Regions from separate parts of the Mus musculus genome. Here region 2 is linked to region 1. A link is a contact called in public HiChIP or PLAC-seq data. All regions are on one chromosome and are shown on one strand. Each heading gives the region's core, a stretch centred on a gene start, on an enhancer-like site or on the middle of the called end of the contact. The rest is flanking DNA. Distances are from core to core; before and after follow the strand shown. Region 1 holds the start of Pgap6 (post-glycosylphosphatidylinositol attachment to proteins 6). Region 2 holds the start of Msln (mesothelin).

Evidence for each region. HiChIP or PLAC-seq counts read pairs in DNA pulled down with a chosen protein or histone mark.
Region 2: a contact with region 1 is called in a FOXA1 HiChIP or PLAC-seq map of pancreatic cancer cells. The contact joins the promoter of Msln here to the promoter of Pgap6 in region 1. A contact is called at or near these places in 1 of 115 datasets of contacts at active chromatin or transcription factors (pancreatic cancer cells) and 1 of 9 other capture datasets (liver).

What each region holds. Positions count from the first base shown.
Region 1 is chr17:26,110,830-26,115,019 of GRCm38.p6, forward strand. Pgap6 (post-glycosylphosphatidylinositol attachment to proteins 6) reads left to right here and starts at 2,487. Exons shown (of 13, transcript NM_021793.2): 1 at 2,487-2,738. The coding sequence starts at 2,621.
Region 2 is chr17:25,752,151-25,756,340 of GRCm38.p6, forward strand. It overlaps Msln (mesothelin), which reads right to left and starts at 2,228. Exons shown (of 17, transcript NM_001356286.1): 1 at 2,193-2,228; 2 at 1,982-2,072; 3 at 1,624-1,667; 4 at 1,228-1,274; 5 at 792-912; 6 at 139-224. The coding sequence starts at 2,069.

The DNA.
Region 1 (4,190 bases), core at 1,237-3,736:
TGCGAGTGCAATTTCCTGGTAGGGGTCCTTGCTCAGCTGTTACTCAGCCCGGGGCCCTTAGGCTTTACTCTGGGGTGAGTGTCCACCCTCAAGCTCTCTAGCCCTTACAGGGGCACAGCAGGGACTTCTGCTGCCTGTTTTTCACTTGGAAAGCACAACAACCCTCCTCCACAATGACACACTCAGAGAGGGCTTTGGAGTGGGCAGAGAGAGGAGAGGGGGCTCTGAGTCCAGGCTGGGTCAGCCAGTAGAGCATACTTCAGTACTGATCACGTCTGCTGCTCTTGGGACTGTGGGATGCTTCAGCAGGCATGGAGCAGTAACACTCAAAGACTTCTGTCGCTTTAAATTCAGAGTGGCTGGAGGGCCCCCTGCAGCTGGGGTCTGCAGGGCTCAGCCGGATTCCACAGCAACAAAGGGTCTCCTTTAGCTTGGCTACCTTGTTTCCTTCCTCTGTGACCTACACCCTTCAGTCTTCAATGCCTTCTTCAATGCTGCTAGCAAGCTTACCTCTCCCTTCCCCCTACTGTGTAAAACATTTAAGCGATAAAAGCAGGTATGGTTCAGTCTTCTATTCCTAGCCTCCTGTCTCCCTTCCCCCAGGGCGCAGCACGGTGACCAGATGCCAACTTCTTTTGCAGATATTCCATACCTTTGATACATAGACATGAAAATTAATTTTATTTTTCTATGGGAGTGGCCTAGGAGACCAGAGGAGCTTATCTGATCCCCTAGCTGGAGTTACAGGTGGTTATGAGCCACTTAACATGGATTCTGGGAACTGAACTTTCGTCCTCTAGAAGAGGAGCAAGGGCTTTTAACCTGTGGCTATCACTCTCTCCAACACAAGATGTGAATTTCTCTCACTCAATTAAAACATCCCCCCCCCCCCACTTTCCTAACACAGTACATCATTCCCAAACAAAGCACAATATTTTCCTTTTTTTTCTTGAGGAGAAAGGGGAGGTGTTGAGAAAGGAGTTCTTGTGTAGCCCTGGCTGTCCTGGAACTCCCTTTGTACCCGAGGCCGGCCTTGAATTTAGATATCCACTTGCCTTGCCGGTGGGTGGGGCCTTTCTTCCTTCCTTGTGCTGAGATACAGGTGTGCTCTGCCCCACCAGCCCTTTCTCATGTGACCACAGTCACTTTCAGTAGGGGTGACCACTTTATATATGCATCTACCATTAGAACAGTGGGTGGATGCAGCCCCACACTTCAGTGAACCCTGGCAGGATAACAAAGGAAATAGTTTTCCTACAGGCTGGGGCTATTTTTGGAGAGTTCGGAGGCTCCTTGGGGACATTCCTTAATTTGGGCCCCATCTCCCCAAAGAGCTTTTTGATCTTTGTTTGGCAAAAGGATAAATATGCTCCAACTTTTTAACATTCTCTAACACAGGAGGTGGTCCTGTTGTTCTAATTTGCATAATGTTTTAGGAATCCTGTAGCATGTAGCACTTTGACTTTTTTCCCCCAGCTTTTCAAAACAGGGTTTCTCTGAGTACCTGGAACTCAGAGGTTGGTCTGTCTCTGCCTCCCAAGTGCTGGGATTAAAGGTGTGCACCATGACCACCCTGGTCCCTTATCACTTTCCTGAAAAGGCAGGTAATACTGATGTGGGGAGCACTTTACTAGTATCTGTAGGTCAGGCTGGCCTCACTCTTGGTGATTTTCTTGTTCTAGCCTTGCCAGCACTGGGACTTCAGCTGAGATCCACTGTACTCAGCTTTTCATGATAGGCTGCAACCTGACCTGGTGTTATTTATAATTTTTTTTTCTCAAGACAGGGTTTCTCTGTGTAATAGCTTTGGCTGTCCTGGACTTTATTTGTAAACTACCCTGGCCTTGAACTCAGAGGTCTGCCTGCCTTTGCCTCCCCAGTGCTGGAATTAAAGGCACGGGCCACAAATGTTTGGCTTATTTTTGTACGCATGTTTTTAGTGCATTGTTTTACTTTTGTTGTTGCATCGAACCCCTCTGAAAAAAGCCTCAACTTCTCTTTTTGGGCTTTCAGTTTGCAACCACATCTTTAACATGTTTGGAATATATCCCTTTGGTACCCAGAGTAGTTCATCTGACACTGACATGAAACTCGGTTACTCAAAGTGCACCTTCCCGTTTCCATTTGGTCTCTTATACTTTTGCGGCAGTTTATGGTTATGGTGTGAGGGGTCCTGAGAGCAGCTGGAGGTTCGGTTCTTCCAGGCAAGGTCAGAGTGCACCTTCGGGCGTATATGTCACGTATACGTGACATCTGTCGTCTGGTACCCCAAAGCGTTCGACAGGACCCTTCATCCTTTGCCGCCCACCCCCTCAAGCTGAGTGATCCCCAGTGAATCCGTGTCCCCTTCCAATGAGACCTTTTCGGCCCCCTGCTGTTCGCCTCCACTCTGGCCAAGGTGACGCGGTCCAGCATCCTCAGGAACCTAGACCGCAGGCCGGCTCCCTGCGGGGCGGGGCCTCGGAGGCGGAAGTGCCCGGGGCGCTGGCGGCAGGTCTATCGGAGCCATGGGAGCTCCGGGCAGAGGCAGTGGCGGCGGCCGCAGAGGCGGCGGGGGCTGCCCAGGCGGGGGCGAGCGGCGCGGGACGCGGGAGGGGTAGCTCGGGCTGAGCGCCGAGCCATGGGCCGGGTTGGGGCCGGGGGCACAGCGCGGGAGGCAGCGACCGGGTCACTGCTGCTGCTGCTGCTGCTCCTGGCTCGGCCTCCGCCTGCCGCCGCCAGCAACAGCAAGGAGAGCGGTGAGCCCGCGGGCCTACAGCGCCATCCGCGGCGCGGGCCGGGGGCGGGCGGGAGGCGGGGATTGTGACTCACGGGGGGCACCTGTGCGTTCACCTGGCGCGGCGTTGAAACGAGGTTCTCATCTTGGGTTGCGCCCCCTGCGGGGCATCCGGGCCAGAAAAACCCCCATGCCCGCTTTTCCGTTCCGGGCCCGCCGAGTTCGCTCACTTGGAGCGGATTCTACCGGTCCGTCTCTCCTGTGCTTTAGAGACGCGACTGTGGCACCCAAGAGCTGGGAGGTAGAGGAACCTATCTCCGAAGAATAGCTGAACCGTGGTGACGCAAGGGACAGTATCTGGTAGAAGGGTTGAGCTAGAGAAAGTTGGGCAGACCCTGGACTAGGGGGGGTCTAACCAGCATTATGTTCCTAATCCAATCCCAGGAAGGTCACTCTTGATTGCTGATTTTGCTTCTCACCGACTGTGCTGCCAGCTGGCCCTAGAGAAGCTGGCTGACCAGAATGGATGTAAAGAAAGGGTACTCCCTTATAGGGGAGCTTCCTAACTGCTTTTTGTTATTTCTGCTCCGCAAGTGGGAACGCACTGGACTACAGTTTAAGGAGGCAGTTAGATCTTTGACCCTCTGTGTTCTGCCTACCCGCAGACATTTAGAAATAGGAAAGATGAGTACTTTCCCTTCTCTTGCCCGGCGGGAAACTCCCCGGGAGACCTTTGTGCTACCTGGTGTTCCTTGGACCTTTCCGGATGTTGACTGTACCTCCCATTTCCACCCCCTCCTCCCTTGGAGCTCTTGTTTCTTTCTTTTTTATTTATTTATTTATTTACTTATTTATTTATTTTTATTATATGTAATTACACTGTAGCTGTCTTCAGACACTCCGGAAGAGGGAGTCAGATCTCATTACGGATGGTTGTGAGCCACCATGTGGTTGCTGGGATTTGAACTTCGGACCTTCGGAAGAGCAGTCGGGTGCTCTTACCCACTGAGCCATCTCACCAGCCCCTTGTTTCTTTTTTTAAAGATTTATTTATTTATTATATGTAAGTACACTGTAGCTGTCTTCAGACACTCCAGAAGGGGGAGTCAAATCTCACTAGGGATGGTTGTGAGCCACCATGTGGTTACTGGGATTTGCACTCAGGACATTTGGAAGAGCAGTCAGTGATCTTAACCGCTGAGCCATCTCTCCAGCCCGGAGCTCTTGTTTCTTTGAGGGTTGTTGTTTTTGGTTTCCGAGGAGTTGGTATAGTTTGAAATGAAAGGCAGTGTTCCCTAAAGACCTTCTGATAGATTGCTCCATACCACATCCTATTTGTTCCTCCTTCTCCAGCCCTGGGATTAAGCCCAAGTGAGAGTTGATGGCTGGGTGGGGGACAAGTGGCTCTGTGGCCCTGGCTGCTTTGACGTGTGGGTAGTATCTCTGACAGTTGCTGGGGTTTGGAAGGTGTGGG
Region 2 (4,190 bases), core at 978-3,477, 360 kb before region 1:
CACACACACACACACACACACACACACACACGATACTCCACTAAGTACCTCCCTGACAAAGCCACCCAGTCACTGCACATTGTAGCCCAGGGCTAGACAAAGGGGGGGATGAGACCAAGTTCCCAGCTTGAGGCCTACTTGAGGAAGAGCAGCAGGTCCAGTGGAAGAGCATTCAGTTCCTCGTCGGTGAGGTGCCTAGGAAGGCGACGTGCCAGACAACGCAGCTGCCGGGAGACCAGGGCACGCATCTCAGAATTTTCTGGGCCATAGCTCTCGAGGATGGCCTGGGGCACCCCAGTTCTAATTCCACCCTACATGCTACCGGCTGAACCCTAGTTCTGTTCACAGACTGTGGCACGAACATCCCACTGCCTCAATAGTCAGGGATAGGTCTGACTTGATCTTGAATCCATATAAGCTAGTCACACTGGCCTTCCTCTCCCCATCCTGAGTCATGCTACCATTGGCCATATTTTGAGGACAGAGCCCTGAAAGACAATGAATGCAAGGTCTCCAGGAGAGGGACAGCAAGATCAGCTCAGACTTGGGATAGCAGGGCCCAGAAGAAAGGCATTCAGACCCCAGGGAGCTGAGCCCCCAGGAGATACACACACCTAGTATTCAGTTAGGCAGCAAGAGGGGCTCTGAGGGGAGCCACCAGCCAGGACCAGACCCTGAGTTGGCATGAGGGTGAGCAGTGGAATTCTAGAAACTAGTCACAAACCTCCTAGCCACCATGTATCTCCCTCAAACCATCATAGTATAGGTGGGGACCATAGTGGGAGACTGACCTGATGTCCCCGGAGTGTAATGTTCTTCTGTCTTACAGCCATAGCCAGCCCCTTGGCTTGTTCCATGCTCAGGTCAGATACCTCCTCACATGTGAGGCCAAGAAAGAGGCCTGTGGGGAGACTGGGGACAGGGCTGGGATCTGAATCCAACACTGTCCCTCTGGAAGTGCCTGCCTGCCTGCCTGCCTGCCTGCCTGCCCAGAGCCCTTCCTTCATAACCCTGGGCTTCTCATGACCCTCTTTGGGACAAGTGACAACCTGAGGGACAAGGTACTTGGGCCCTGGGACACAGTCCTTCCCCTAACTCTGAGCCAGCCAGGTCAGGAGGGAGTGGGTAGAGATCAGACAAGACAGAGAATTTGGGAACCTGGATGTCTGGCACTTGTTCACTCAGCCCACAAGGGCTCCTGATCGCCCCCAAAGGTACTGAACCCACCTGGCAAAGTCAGCGGCACCGTTCACAGCATGGAGGAGTGTGGCCTCCTAAGGGAACAAGGTCTGACTGACATTTCCCAAGCAGATAGGAGCTTCTTTACCTTAGAGCTTGGTCTCAACTGTCTGAGAGCAAGGTCCAGATACTGTCTGAGTCTGGCTACCTCTGGGGCCAGGGACTTAACACCCAAGGGCTCCACTGTCTCCAACTCAGCTCCTTTCAGGGCCCAGCTACATCCTGGGTTCTGCCACTCTCTGGGATCAGCAACTCTGCCCACAGCCCTCTTTGAAAAGTGACACTAAGGGATGGTATGTATTCATGTGTAAAGTACCGAAAACATCACTCCGTACCCCCAAGACTAGAATAGAAAATCCTTCTGTTTCCCTCAGAGGACCTCACCTGGCTTGTCTTTGTAGTCTGGGTCTGCAGACGTGGTATCCACCCTGTGAGCCAGAGGGTACAAAGCTACAAGAGAGGCCGGGGCAAAACTGGGCTGCTCTCTGGTCCCAGCCCTCTGCACAGCCCACTGGGTGTAGAGAGAGCTAAGGCCTCTCACCCCATTGTGTCATAGCCTATGCTCTGTAGGCCTAGGGATCATTCCTGCTCGGAGTGTCCCCACTTTCCAGGCCTTTCACTGTTCTCAGTCCTAACCCTCCTGGAACGCAGGTCACCTAGCAATGACCCAAGGAGAAAGCAAGCTCCCAACTCATGAAGGTTCCTTAACCACTTCCTGGGGATCAGCCCAACCCATACTCACCAAGACTAAGGAGAAGCAGTAGGAAGCTTCGGCTGCAGATGGGACTTCCACAGGACCCCAGCAGGGGTCGAGCTGTTGGCAAGGCCATGGTCTGTGGATAACAATGACTCTGAGGTCCCCACTTGTCCCACCCCTCAACCCACACCACTGTTTGGAGACAACGAAGGGGCTTTTGGGCCTGGGAAAGCAGCTGTCCAACTTCTGTGAGCACCTGCAGTAGTGTCTACTAGGCAGACTCTCCACACTGACCGCTTGCCAGGCCCGCCCCTAGGAAAACCAGCCCTCCTATAGGGAGGGGCACTGGGTCTGAGTCAGTGGGGCACCTCTGCTGTGAGGCGCAGTGGACAGCTGAGTTCACCCTCCAGCCTCACAGGGCAGGGCAGAACTGGAAGTATAGGACAAAGAGACAGGGCTATCTCCTGCTCCGGTTGTTACGGGTTCGCCGTTTGTACCAGGAGCACTGAGTGGTTCAGGCTGGGAATTACGCAGGACCACCCCTGGGCCTGAGGCATGGGACTGGAGGTATCTGTGACTTGCACAAACACATGGCCCCATCAGGCTGACCACGCTGTAGAGGGGGGTGATGTCTCTTCCATAGATCAGTCCCTTTGGGTGACATGGCTTCTATGAGAGTTTTTCAAGCTCTGGTGTGATCAGGATAGCAGGTAAATAAATGGGTACCAGGCAATCCAGTGTCCCCTCTGGGGTGGGGCTCAGGGGCTCTGTGGACAGGGTGAGTGCGGAGCTGTTCCCCTCCTCAACATGTGTGGAACTGTATTCTAGCTGACTTTATCTCAGGTCTCTCTTGGCCCCCCCCATTGCTCAGAATATGGACTTCTCATGCCCCCGTATGTGAGTTACCTGAACAACCCAGCAGTAGGGATTGTCTGGGGAGACCTCACAGGCCAGGAGGCTCCTGCACTAAGAAGCCCCTGAGCAGGTAGAGCAAACTGTGTACCAGGAGACGATGTGTAGGATAGGTGAGCCCAGGCAAGAAACATGTCTTAATGTCTCCCCTCAACCCAGGAGACTATGAAGCCTGCAGCCAGCCTTATGTCAATCAAAACCTGTCTATCAGCCTTAGTGTGAGTTCCTTAAGAGCCTCTACAAGCAGCATCAGGCCCTGGGATCTGCATCTTTCACACCACATCCTAAGAGATGCAGATGGGAGCCACTGTCCTATAGTTATGTAGAATTCAAGATTCTGGTACCCACTTGTCTCGGACAAAGGACGCATCTCAGTGTGAAACAGAAAAACCCACAGCAGTTCCATGGCATTGTGGTATGGGGTCCCAGGACTGGAGGAACACAGGAGAGTCGTTCAAATGTACCCCACCCCTTACCATCTATGATCAGCATCGATCAGCATCCACTGCCCACCCCTTATTGCCTATGGTCAGCATCAGCATCCACTGCTCAGTTATCGCCTGTGATCAGCGTCAGCACCCCCTGCTCAATTATCACCCACACACCTGCTGAGCACCAATCTATGCCAGGCCTTGCTGGCCCTGTCTAGGACTCTAAGATAGGACCTAGCCATGGAGAGAGCTGACCCTGGTTTTCCTTTATAGCCAGGCAACATTGTCCCTTATTCCCCAGAAGGCTCCTCAGCATGGACTGTGAGGGGAAGTGGGCGTTCTCCCTCCAGTTCCCTCCAGCTTGGCAGGTGAGGGGTTACAGTTAAAAAAAAAATCACAGCCTCTCTCTGCTTCTTTGCCTGGCGCTGTCTCTACAGCCACATGCAAAGCCTCCCCCCAGCCCAGTCGAGGGCTAGCCCTGAGTGATAGGAAATGAAGTCAGACCACATTCCTTGCAAAGGTCAGGCTTGGGTGGGTGAGGGTGGGTGGGATCAAAAAACAGGGGTGGGTTGTTAACACAGGGGCCACCTGGTTCTGCCTTAAGCATGGAGATATCTTGAGGCCAGCTAGAGTTACACAGGAAGTGAGGGGCAGAAGGGAGGTGAGTCCTTGCCACTCCCCTAGGCATGGCAGAGTGGAACGCCCATGATGGGCAGAGAGTGTCTGGCTCTTCTGACAGTTCTCAGAACCTGGGCTGTGCTTGTCCTGACCCTTGGCCAGCTGGGCTGGAGGTGCCAAGAGGCACTGCTGGAGATGACTGTTCACCCTACCCACAATGCACTTTGGATATGAGTATGACCTCTAAGTTAGCATAGGCTCTCCTGTCACTCTGATCCCCATAAGACCAATGT